2 separate regions of the Mus musculus genome follow, and region 1 is linked to region 2. Evidence: chromatin contacts called from public HiChIP or PLAC-seq data. All regions are on one chromosome and are shown on one strand. Each heading gives the region's core, a stretch centred on a gene start, on an enhancer-like site or on the middle of the called end of the contact. The rest is flanking DNA. Distances are from core to core; before and after follow the strand shown. Region 1 holds the start of Lta (lymphotoxin A). Region 2 holds the start of Cfb (complement factor B).

Region 1 (4,847 bases), core at 1,574-4,073, 340 kb before region 2:
ACAATAGTCTGACTGATGCCATGTGGCAACAGCGGTGACATCTGAGGTGGCCAGCTGTTGTCATCTATCTCCATCTTAAAAAAAAAAACGAGCAAAAAATAAATAATAAATCATCTTCAAAAACTTTGCTTTTTGAGAGCTGTAACTTACAAGCTGAGAGAAAACTGGTTCCGAACAGGAGTTTCCTACTCAGTGTTTCTCAGACAGAAACTAGACCAACCTAACAGCCATCAGGAGTATCCTTGTGACTTTGGCTATCCACTTAAGACAGTCTAGAGTCACCTGAAAAGGAGTCTCAGCTGAGGGATTGCCCAGGCTGTATGTGTTTGGGAGGCGGGGAGGGGGGGTGTTAATTGATGTAGGAGGCCCAAGACCACCATGAGTGGCACCGTCCTCTGCACAGGGGATCCTGGGTTGTATAAGAAAGCTTGATAGATGGATGACATTCGGTGCACACACCATTAATCCCAGCACTTGGAAGGTTGAAGTAGGTGATTTCTGTGAGTTCAAGGCCATCCTGATGCACATATTGAGTTCCAGGGCAGCTAGGGCTACATAGTGAGAGCCTGTCTCTATGTATATGTATGTATACATGTATATGTATATATGTGTGTATAAGTAATATATAAAATATAATAATAAAATAACTTTAAAGAGTAAATTTTGAAAAAAAATCAAACACTTTGATAATAATAATAATAAGAAGAAAAAGAGCCAGGCAATGGTGGTGTATGCCTTTAATCCCAGCACTTGGGAGGCAGAGGCAGGCGGATTTCTGAGTTTCAAGGCCAGCCTGGTCTAAAAAGTGAGTTCCAGGACAACCAGGGCTACACAGAGAAACCCTGTCTTGAAAAACAAAAAGAAAGAGAGGGGGGGGGGAAGGAAGGAAGGAAGGAAGGAAGGAAGGAAGGAAGGAAGGAAAGAAAGAAAGAAAGAAAGAAAGAAAGAAAGAAAGAAAGAAAGAAAGAAAGAGAAGGAAGTTGGGCCAGCAAGATGGCTCAGTGGGCAAAGGTGCTTACTGGCTTTACCTAATGGCCTGAGTTCAGTTCCCAGAACCCATACAGCAGCTTACAACTGTCTATAACTCCTGTTCCAGGAGAGCTGACATCCTCATACAGGCATACAAGCAGGCAAAACACCAATTTACATGAAATAAAAATGAATTATATATTAAGAAAAAAAAGAGCTGTACTCTGACCTCCACATGTGGCCTGTGGCACTTGTATGTACTCACATAAATAGATATGTTTTTAAATGTTCTGCTGTGTGTATAGGATTTTTGCCTGCATGTATGTCTCAGCACCATTTGAGTATAGTGCCTGCAAAGGCCAGAAGAGGATGTCACATCCCCACAAACTGCAAGGACAGATGTAATAAGCCAACATGCAGATGCTGGGAATTAACACTGGTCCTCTGGAAGAACATCTAGTGCTCAGAACCCTAAGCCATTTCTCCAATCCTCAAAACAATATTTTAAAATTTTGTCTTAAGACAGAAATCATCAATGTGACTGCTGGGAATGTGGGGATGGACTCAGGGGCTCACACATGCCTGCAAGCAGCTACCTGAGCTGTGTCCCAGGCCTTCCAATAGAGAAGCACTGCTCAGATGTCCTTTGTTGGGCAGTGGTAGCACACACCTTTAATCCCAGCACTTGGGAGGCAGAGGCAGACGGATTTCTGAGTTTGGGGCCAGCCTGGTCTACAAAGTGAGTTCCAGGACAGCCAGGGCTATACAGAGAAACCCTGTCTCGAAAAACAAACAAACAAACAAACAAAAAACTGCCTTCACCTGTGTAGAATTCTGAAGCTCCCTCTGTACAGAGCATTGGAAGCCTGGGGTGTACATTTGGGGTTACATGATCTTGGGGTTCTAAGAGAATACCCCCAAATCATCTTCCAGACCTGGAACATTCTAGGACAGGGTTCTCAACCTTCCTAACTCCATGACCCTTTAATACAGTTCCTCATGTTGTGGTGACCCCAACCATACAATTATTTTCGTTGCTATTTCATAACTGTAATTTCGCTGCTATTATGAATCATAATGTAAATATTTGTTTTAAATAGAGGTTTGCCAAAGGGACCTTGCCCACAGGTTGAGAACTGCCGCTCCAGAGAGTAAGGGGACACAGTTAAGATTGTTACACACCAGGATGCCCCAGATTTGGGGAGAGGGCACTGTAATGGAACTTCTTGACATGAAACTGGCAGATGAAACTGGCAGAAAAAAAAAAAAAAGCTGGGCAGTGGTGGCACACACCTTTAATCCCAGCACTTGGGAGGCAGAGGCAGGCGGATTTCTGAGTTCTAGGCCAGCCTGGTCTACAGAGTGAGTTTCAGGACAGCCAGGGCTACACAGAGAAACCCTGTCTCGAAAAAAGCAAAAAAAAAAAAAAAAAAAAAAAAAAACTGGCAGATGACCAGAAAATACAGATATATTGGAATAACTGTGACTTGAACCCCCAAAGACAAGAGAGGAAATAGGCCTGAAGGGGCGGCAGGCATGTCAAGCATCCAGAGCCCTGGGTTCGAACCTGAAAAAACAAAGGTGCCGCTAACCACATGTGGCTTCGGAGCCCTCCAGACATGACCATGATCGACAGAGAGGGAAATGTGCAGAGAAGCCTGTGAGCAGTCAAGGGTGCAGAAGTGATATAAACCATCACTCTTCAGGGAACCAGGCTTCCAGTCACAGCCCAGCTGCACCCTCTCCACGAATTGCTCGGCCGTTCACTGGAACTCCTGGGCCTGACCCAGCTCCCTGCTAGTCCCTGCGGCCCACAGTTCCCCGGACCCGACTCCCTTTCCCAGAACGCAGTAGTCTAAGCCCTTAGCCTGCGGTTCTCTCCTAGGCCCCAGCCTTTCCTGCCTTCGACTGAAACAGCAGCATCTTCTAAGCCCTGGGGGCTTCCCCAAGCCCCAGCCCCGACCTAGAACCCGCCCGCTGCCTGCCACACTGCCGCTTCCTCTATAAAGGGACCCGAGCGCCAGCGCCCAGGACCCCGCACAGCAGGTGAGCCTCTCCTACCCTGTCTCCTTGGGCTTACCCTGGTATCAGGCATCCCTCAGGATCCTACCTCCTTTCTTGAGCCACAGCCTTTTCTATACAACCTGCCTGGATCCCCAGCCTTAATGGGTCTGGTCCTCCTGTCGTGGCTTTGATTTTTGGTCTGTTCCTGTGGCGGCCTTATCAGTCTCTCTCTCTCTCTCTCTCTCTCTCTCTCTCTCTCTCTCTCTCTCTCTCTCTCTCTCTCCCTCTCTCTCTCTCTCTCTCTCTCTCTTTCTCTCTCTCTGCCTCTGTTAGCCATTGTCTGATTCTATGGTGGAGCTTTCCTCTTCCCCTCTGTCTCTCCTTATCCCTGCTCACTTCAGGGTTCCCCTGCCTGTCCCCTTTTCTGTCTGTCGCCCTGTCTCTCAGGGTGGCTGTCTCAGCTGGGAGGTAAGGTCTGTCTTCCGCTGTGTGCCCCGCCTCCGCTACACACACACACTCTCTCTCTCTCTCTCAGCAGGTTCTCCACATGACACTGCTCGGCCGTCTCCACCTCTTGAGGGTGCTTGGCACCCCTCCTGTCTTCCTCCTGGGGCTGCTGCTGGCCCTGCCTCTAGGGGCCCAGGTGAGGCAGCAAGAGATTGGGGGTGCTGGGGTGGCCTAGCTAACTCAGAGTCCTAGAGTCCTCTCCACTCTCTTCTGTCCCAGGGACTCTCTGGTGTCCGCTTCTCCGCTGCCAGGACAGCCCATCCACTCCCTCAGAAGCACTTGACCCATGGCATCCTGAAACCTGCTGCTCACCTTGTTGGTAAACTTCTGCCTCCAGAGGAGAGGTCCAGTCCCTGCCTTTTGTCCTACTTGCCCAGGGGCTCAGGCGATCTTCCCATCTCCCCACACCAACTTTTCTTACCCCTAAGGGCAGGCACCCCACTCCCATCTCCCTACCAACCATCCCACTTGTCCAGTGCCTGCTCCCTCAGGGATGGGGACCTCTGATCTTGATAGCCCCCCAATGTCTTGTGCCTCTTCCCAGGGTACCCCAGCAAGCAGAACTCACTGCTCTGGAGAGCAAGCACGGATCGTGCCTTTCTCCGACATGGCTTCTCTTTGAGCAACAACTCCCTCCTGATCCCCACCAGTGGCCTCTACTTTGTCTACTCCCAGGTGGTTTTCTCTGGAGAAAGCTGCTCCCCCAGGGCCATTCCCACTCCCATCTACCTGGCACACGAGGTCCAGCTCTTTTCCTCCCAATACCCCTTCCATGTGCCTCTCCTCAGTGCGCAGAAGTCTGTGTATCCGGGACTTCAAGGACCGTGGGTGCGCTCAATGTACCAGGGGGCTGTGTTCCTGCTCAGTAAGGGAGACCAGCTGTCCACCCACACCGACGGCATCTCCCATCTACACTTCAGCCCCAGCAGTGTATTCTTTGGAGCCTTTGCACTGTAGATTCTAAAGAAACCCAAGAATTGGATTCCAGGCCTCCATCCTGACCGTTGTTTCAAGGGTCACATCCCCACAGTCTCCAGCCTTCCCCACTAAAATAACCTGGAGCTCTCACGGGAGTCTGAGACACTTCAGGGGACTACATCTTCCCCAGGGCCACTCCAGATGCTCAGGGGACGACTCAAGCCTACCTAGAAGTTCCTGCACAGAGCAGGGTTTTTGTGGGTCTAGGTCGGACAGAGACCTGGACATGAAGGAGGGACAGACATGGGAGAGGTGGCTGGGAACAGGGGAAGGTTGACTATTTATGGAGAGAAAAGTTAAGTTATTTATTTATAGAGAATAGAAAGAGGGGAAAAATAGAAAGCCGTCAGATGACAACTAGGTCCCAGACACAAAGGTGTCTCACCTCA
Region 2 (4,781 bases), core at 334-2,833:
ACATTGCCTTGCTGAAGCTATCTCGGAAAGTGAAAATGTCCACCCATGCCAGGTGCCTGAACCCAGATGGGAGAGTACCCTATAGAGGATGGTGCTCTGGAAAGCACCAGAGGGGATACTGAGGATGGGCCTGTTTGACACTTGGCTTTCTCCCCAGACCCATCTGCCTTCCTTGCACTGTGGGAGCCAACATGGCTCTGCGGAGATCCCCAGGTAGTACCTGTAAAGATCATGGTGAGTGCTGGAGGCTTGAGGTTCTTGGTGGGTTGCAGCCAGAGCTTGCAGGGATCAGGTTCTTGCAGAGTGCCAGCAGGGACCGGGCTGCAGTCCTCAAGCTGAGTAAAGAAATCTGTACCAACACCCACTTCTCCCCAATGGCAGAGACAGAACTTCTGTCACAGCAGAAAGTTCCTGCACATTTTGTAGCTTTGAATGGGAACAGACTCAACATCAACCTCAGGACAGGACCTGAGGTGAGAGCTTAGTAAGGGATGCTGGGATACCCTGGAGGCAGCTCCCAGAATGTCCAGCCCTGCCTGGAGTCTCGATTCTTGGACCTTACAGGTCTGCCTAATGTCTCCTGGAATGTCCTCATTCTTCTCTCCTATGCCCCACACCGCAGTGGACAAGGTGTATCCAGGCTGTCTCCCAAAACAAAAACATCTTCCCCAGCTTGACAAACGTTAGCGAGGTGGTGACAGACCAGTTCCTATGCAGTGGGATGGAGGAGGAAGATGACAATCCTTGCAAAGGTTAGTCTGATCCTGGACTTCCAGGGAGAAGGCTACGGTGTCCCTGTAACCGGTTAGCAAGCACTCCAAATGCTAGTGTACTGTTCTGGACAATACTGTCTTTTCTTTCCCTGAAGGAGAATCTGGGGGAGCCGTTTTCCTTGGACGGAGATACAGGTTCTTCCAGGTGAGAAGCAGGACCCGGAGGGGCCTCCCTGCCAGGGCACAAGTTCTTCTTGCTGGGGGCAAGTGGGAGGCCTTTGAGAGGAACCAGAGAGGTCGAGGCTTAGAGTGGGGCCACCACTATCTCCACCCTGTTGTCTCTTCCCTCCAGGTGGGCCTGGTGAGTTGGGGTCTTTTTGACCCTTGTCATGGTTCCTCCAACAAAAACTTGCGCAAGAAACCTCCACGTGGTGTTCTGCCAAGGGACTTCCACATTAGTCTTTTCCGCCTGCAGCCCTGGCTGAGGCAGCACCTGGATGGTGTCCTGGACTTTCTGCCACTTTAACATGGTCACTGACTCCTTTATTAGTCTGAACTTCCTGTCTAATACCTCTGAGCGTTCTCACTCCTGGATACATAAATCTTGGGCCCCGGGAGCCCAGAGACAGTGGCAAAAGCTAGGGAATCCCCAGGATTGTGCCGGGACCTCTGTGCCACCTGTGAAGCAAGTCTCTCTCTAGTGTGGATGACCCGTGCTCCTTTTGCTTTCACACGGAATTTCCCAGTTATGTAATTAATAAAAATCAATGATTTCCACATCCTGTCTGTCTTATGTCTTGGGGGGTGGGGAGGCCAGGAAGATTCCAGGAAGGTCAGAGTCCTTGCTGCACAAACAGTGGATGGACTTTGCTCCATCACACAGTCCATGGAAAGACTGATCTTTTAAATTGGGGGTAGTGGAGGTGGTGGTCTGTGCTTGTTAGGAGGGGTCTGGGGGCTAAGAGGGAGCTTTGAAAGGGAAGTTCTGGCCCTTGGTCAGTCAAGGGTGGGGCTCACATAGTTTCTGTTTCCTCAGTTGGCAGTTCAGCTGGGGCCCTCCTTCATGAATGTTCCGGGAAGCAGTGGCTGCGTGCGCAGGGTAGGCTGGCCAGGCTGCAGATGCCAGAGCAGATTGCATAAAAGGTTAGGGGACAGTGGGAAAGGGGTGTAGCCAGATCCAGCATTTGGGTTTCAGTTTGGACAGGAGGTCAAATAGGCACCCAGAGTGACCTGGAGAGGGCTTTGGGCCACTGGACTCTCTGGTGCTTTCCATGACAATGGAGAGCCCCCAGCTCTGCCTCGTCCTCTTGGTCTTAGGCTTCTCCTCTGGAGGTAAGCAAAGGATATTCCATCCTCTTTTTGTCCCCAGCATCTGTCTTTGGCCTTCTGGGGCCAGACTTCACTAGACTTTCTCCTCAGGTGTGAGCGCAACTCCAGTGCTTGAGGCCCGGCCCCAAGTCTCCTGCTCTCTGGAGGGAGTAGAGATCAAAGGCGGCTCCTTTCAACTTCTCCAAGGCGGTCAGGCCCTGGAGTACCTATGTCCCTCTGGCTTCTACCCATACCCCGTGCAGACTCGAACCTGCAGATCCACAGGCTCCTGGAGCGACCTGCAGACCCGAGACCAAAAGATTGTCCAGAAGGCGGAATGCAGAGGTTGGAGATTGGGGGATGTGGGCAGTGGGCAGCTGGGCAGAGTGGGGTGGAGGCTGTTCAGTGCTGGGTAAGATGAGAGCTATGAGACTGGCAGTCTGACCCGTGGGCTGGTTGAGCACAGGCACACCTCTGCAGGTGTGTGATGGGAGGCTTTCCTCGGGCAGTGAAAACAATACTCAGAAAACCAGAAAGGGGGTCTAGAAATGTAGATCAGTTGGTAGAGTGCTTGCCTACCATGCACAAAGCAGTACTGCATGAAGCAGGTGTGGTGCGTGCCTGCAGCCCTAACACTCAGGACATAGGGGCAGGAGCTTAACGATCTTCAGCTTCATAGTTGGAAGCCAGCCTGGGCTACATGAGACCTTGCCTCAGAGCAAACAAAATAGTCCCATAACACAAGAGGCGGGACAGTAGGGTTGAGGGGACTAGGCAGGTACTGTTTCTCAGTCACAGGATTTCTAAGACCAGGAAGGACCTAGAAACAGCGCTCAGTGACTTTTACCTGTCTTTCCTAAAGCAATACGCTGCCCACGACCGCAGGACTTTGAAAATGGGGAATTCTGGCCCCGGTCCCCCTTCTACAACCTGAGTGACCAGATTTCTTTTCAATGCTATGATGGTTACGTTCTCCGGGGCTCTGCTAATCGCACCTGCCAAGAGAATGGCCGGTGGGATGGGCAAACAGCAATTTGTGATGATGGAGGTGAGAACCTGGTCACCCCTGACTTTACCCTCTGCTGGAGGGCTTCACCCTGGGAATGCATGGGCCCTCAAATTGTCTTATATCTCTGCAGCTGGATACTGTCCCAATCCCGGTATTCCTATTGGGACAAGGAAGGTGGGTAGCCAATACCGCCTTGAAGACATTGTTACTTACCACTGCAGCCGGGGACTTGTCCTGCGTGGCTCCCAGAAGCGAAAGTGTCAAGAAGGTGGCTCATGGAGTGGGACAGAGCCTTCCTGCCAAGGTGACCCTTGACCTGCTCCCTGGGTCTGCTCTTGCCCTGTTGGCTCAACACTAAGAGTCTCTCGTTCTGAAATCCTATCACCCTGTCAGCGTGTCCTCAGTACTCCATCATCTGACCTACTCTCTGACCATCCCTAGATTCCTTCATGTATGACAGCCCTCAAGAAGTGGCCGAAGCATTCCTATCCTCCCTGACAGAGACCATCGAAGGAGCCGATGCTGAGGATGGGCACAGCCCAGGTTAGAATACAAGGAGGGAGACTGAGCAGGAAGCCCAGGGAAGGATGGGTGGTCTGTCAGGTACTGTACATATCAGAAGCTGAGTCTCTGCTGGCACCTAGGAGAACAGCAGAAGAGGAAGATTGTCCTAGACCCCTCGGGCTCCATGAATATCTACCTGGTGCTAGATGGATCAGACAGCATCGGAAGCAGCAACTTCACAGGGGCTAAGCGGTGCCTCACCAACTTGATTGAGAAGGTAGATCAGAGTTCCCCTCCCTTTGAAATGAGGGGACCTTATCTGGACCCCACTGCCCTTACAAGACTGGTTTCCTGTGTCCCCAGATCCTTTGGGTCCAGGTCCTGCTGTCCTCCAGCCTCTTCCCTGTCTCAACAGGAGTGTTGACTACCCACCACACTGGTTTTTGTTTTTGTTTTTTTAAACACAATGGCCTCTTGCTCATGAACAGGTGGCGAGTTACGGGGTGAGGCCACGATATGGTCTCCTGACATATGCTACAGTCCCCAAAGTGTTGGTCAGAGTGTCTGATGAGAGGAGTAGCGATGCCGACTGGGTCACAGAGAAGCTCAACCAAATCAGTTATGAAGGTCAGAGATCAGGGAAGGGAAAGCCGGGAGGTGCACCTTGGGGCTGTGGTAGTCAGAAGCTTGGGGTTCTTCGGGAGAAAGCAGACAAGACTACTATTGGTTAAAGGTTGAAGAAAAGTCTCCTTGGGCAATGGAGAATGCTGGAAGAGTCAAGGGCAAGTGGGTGATAACAAAAGTTAAACAATGTCTGGACTTGGTGGCACAAGCCTTTAATCCCAACATCCAAAAAGCAGGTGAATCTCTGAGTTCAAGGCCAGCATGGTCTATAGAGTAAAAGTTGAAGAATGTGGGATCTCAGTTGTCACAGACTTCTGAGGTGCAAATGTGGCTTGAAGATAAGGTTGGTGACCTTTTGTCTATAGACCACAAGCTGAAGTCAGGGACCAACACCAAGAGGGCTCTCCAGGCTGTGTATAGCATGATGAGCTGGGCAGGGGATGCCCCGCCTGAAGGCTGGAATAGAACCCGCCATGTCATCATCATTATGACTGATGGTAAGGCCTTTCTCCTACACCACCATCCTCCCATCTCCTGAGCATGTGTTTGTGTCTCCAGACAGTGTATCTTCTCTGTCCCACTTTTATGATCCTCATGTTTCCCACAGGCTTGCACAACATGGG

The links. HiChIP or PLAC-seq counts read pairs in DNA pulled down with a chosen protein or histone mark.
Region 1: an HNF4G HiChIP or PLAC-seq map of pancreatic cancer cells shows a contact between it and region 2. The contact joins the promoter of Lta here to the promoter of Cfb in region 2. A contact is called at or near these places in 4 of 39 promoter capture datasets (cranial neural crest, frontonasal cranial neural crest, maxillary cranial neural crest and 1 more), 1 of 115 datasets of contacts at active chromatin or transcription factors (pancreatic cancer cells) and 3 of 9 other capture datasets (adipose tissue, liver and pancreatic islet).

Annotation. Positions count from the first base shown.
Region 1 is chr17:35,203,327-35,208,173 of GRCm38.p6, reverse strand. It overlaps Lta (lymphotoxin A), which reads left to right and starts at 2,823. Exons shown (of 4, transcript NM_010735.2): 1 at 2,823-3,015; 2 at 3,512-3,616; 3 at 3,700-3,799; 4 at 4,025-4,847. The coding sequence starts at 3,521. The coding sequence ends at 4,437. Mir6974 (microRNA 6974) reads left to right here and starts at 3,617; the gene lies at 3,617-3,699.
Region 2 is chr17:34,859,316-34,864,096 of GRCm38.p6, reverse strand. It overlaps Cfb (complement factor B), which reads left to right and starts at 1,583. Exons shown (of 18, transcript NM_008198.2): 1 at 1,583-2,045; 2 at 2,133-2,366; 3 at 2,884-3,069; 4 at 3,161-3,334; 5 at 3,472-3,573; 6 at 3,675-3,811; 7 at 4,023-4,161; 8 at 4,524-4,655; 9 at 4,766-4,781. The coding sequence starts at 1,985. C2 (complement component 2 (within H-2S)) reads left to right here. Exons shown (of 18, transcript NM_013484.2): 13 at 1-52; 14 at 158-234; 15 at 382-473; 16 at 623-752; 17 at 869-918; 18 at 1,066-1,495. The coding sequence ends at 1,239.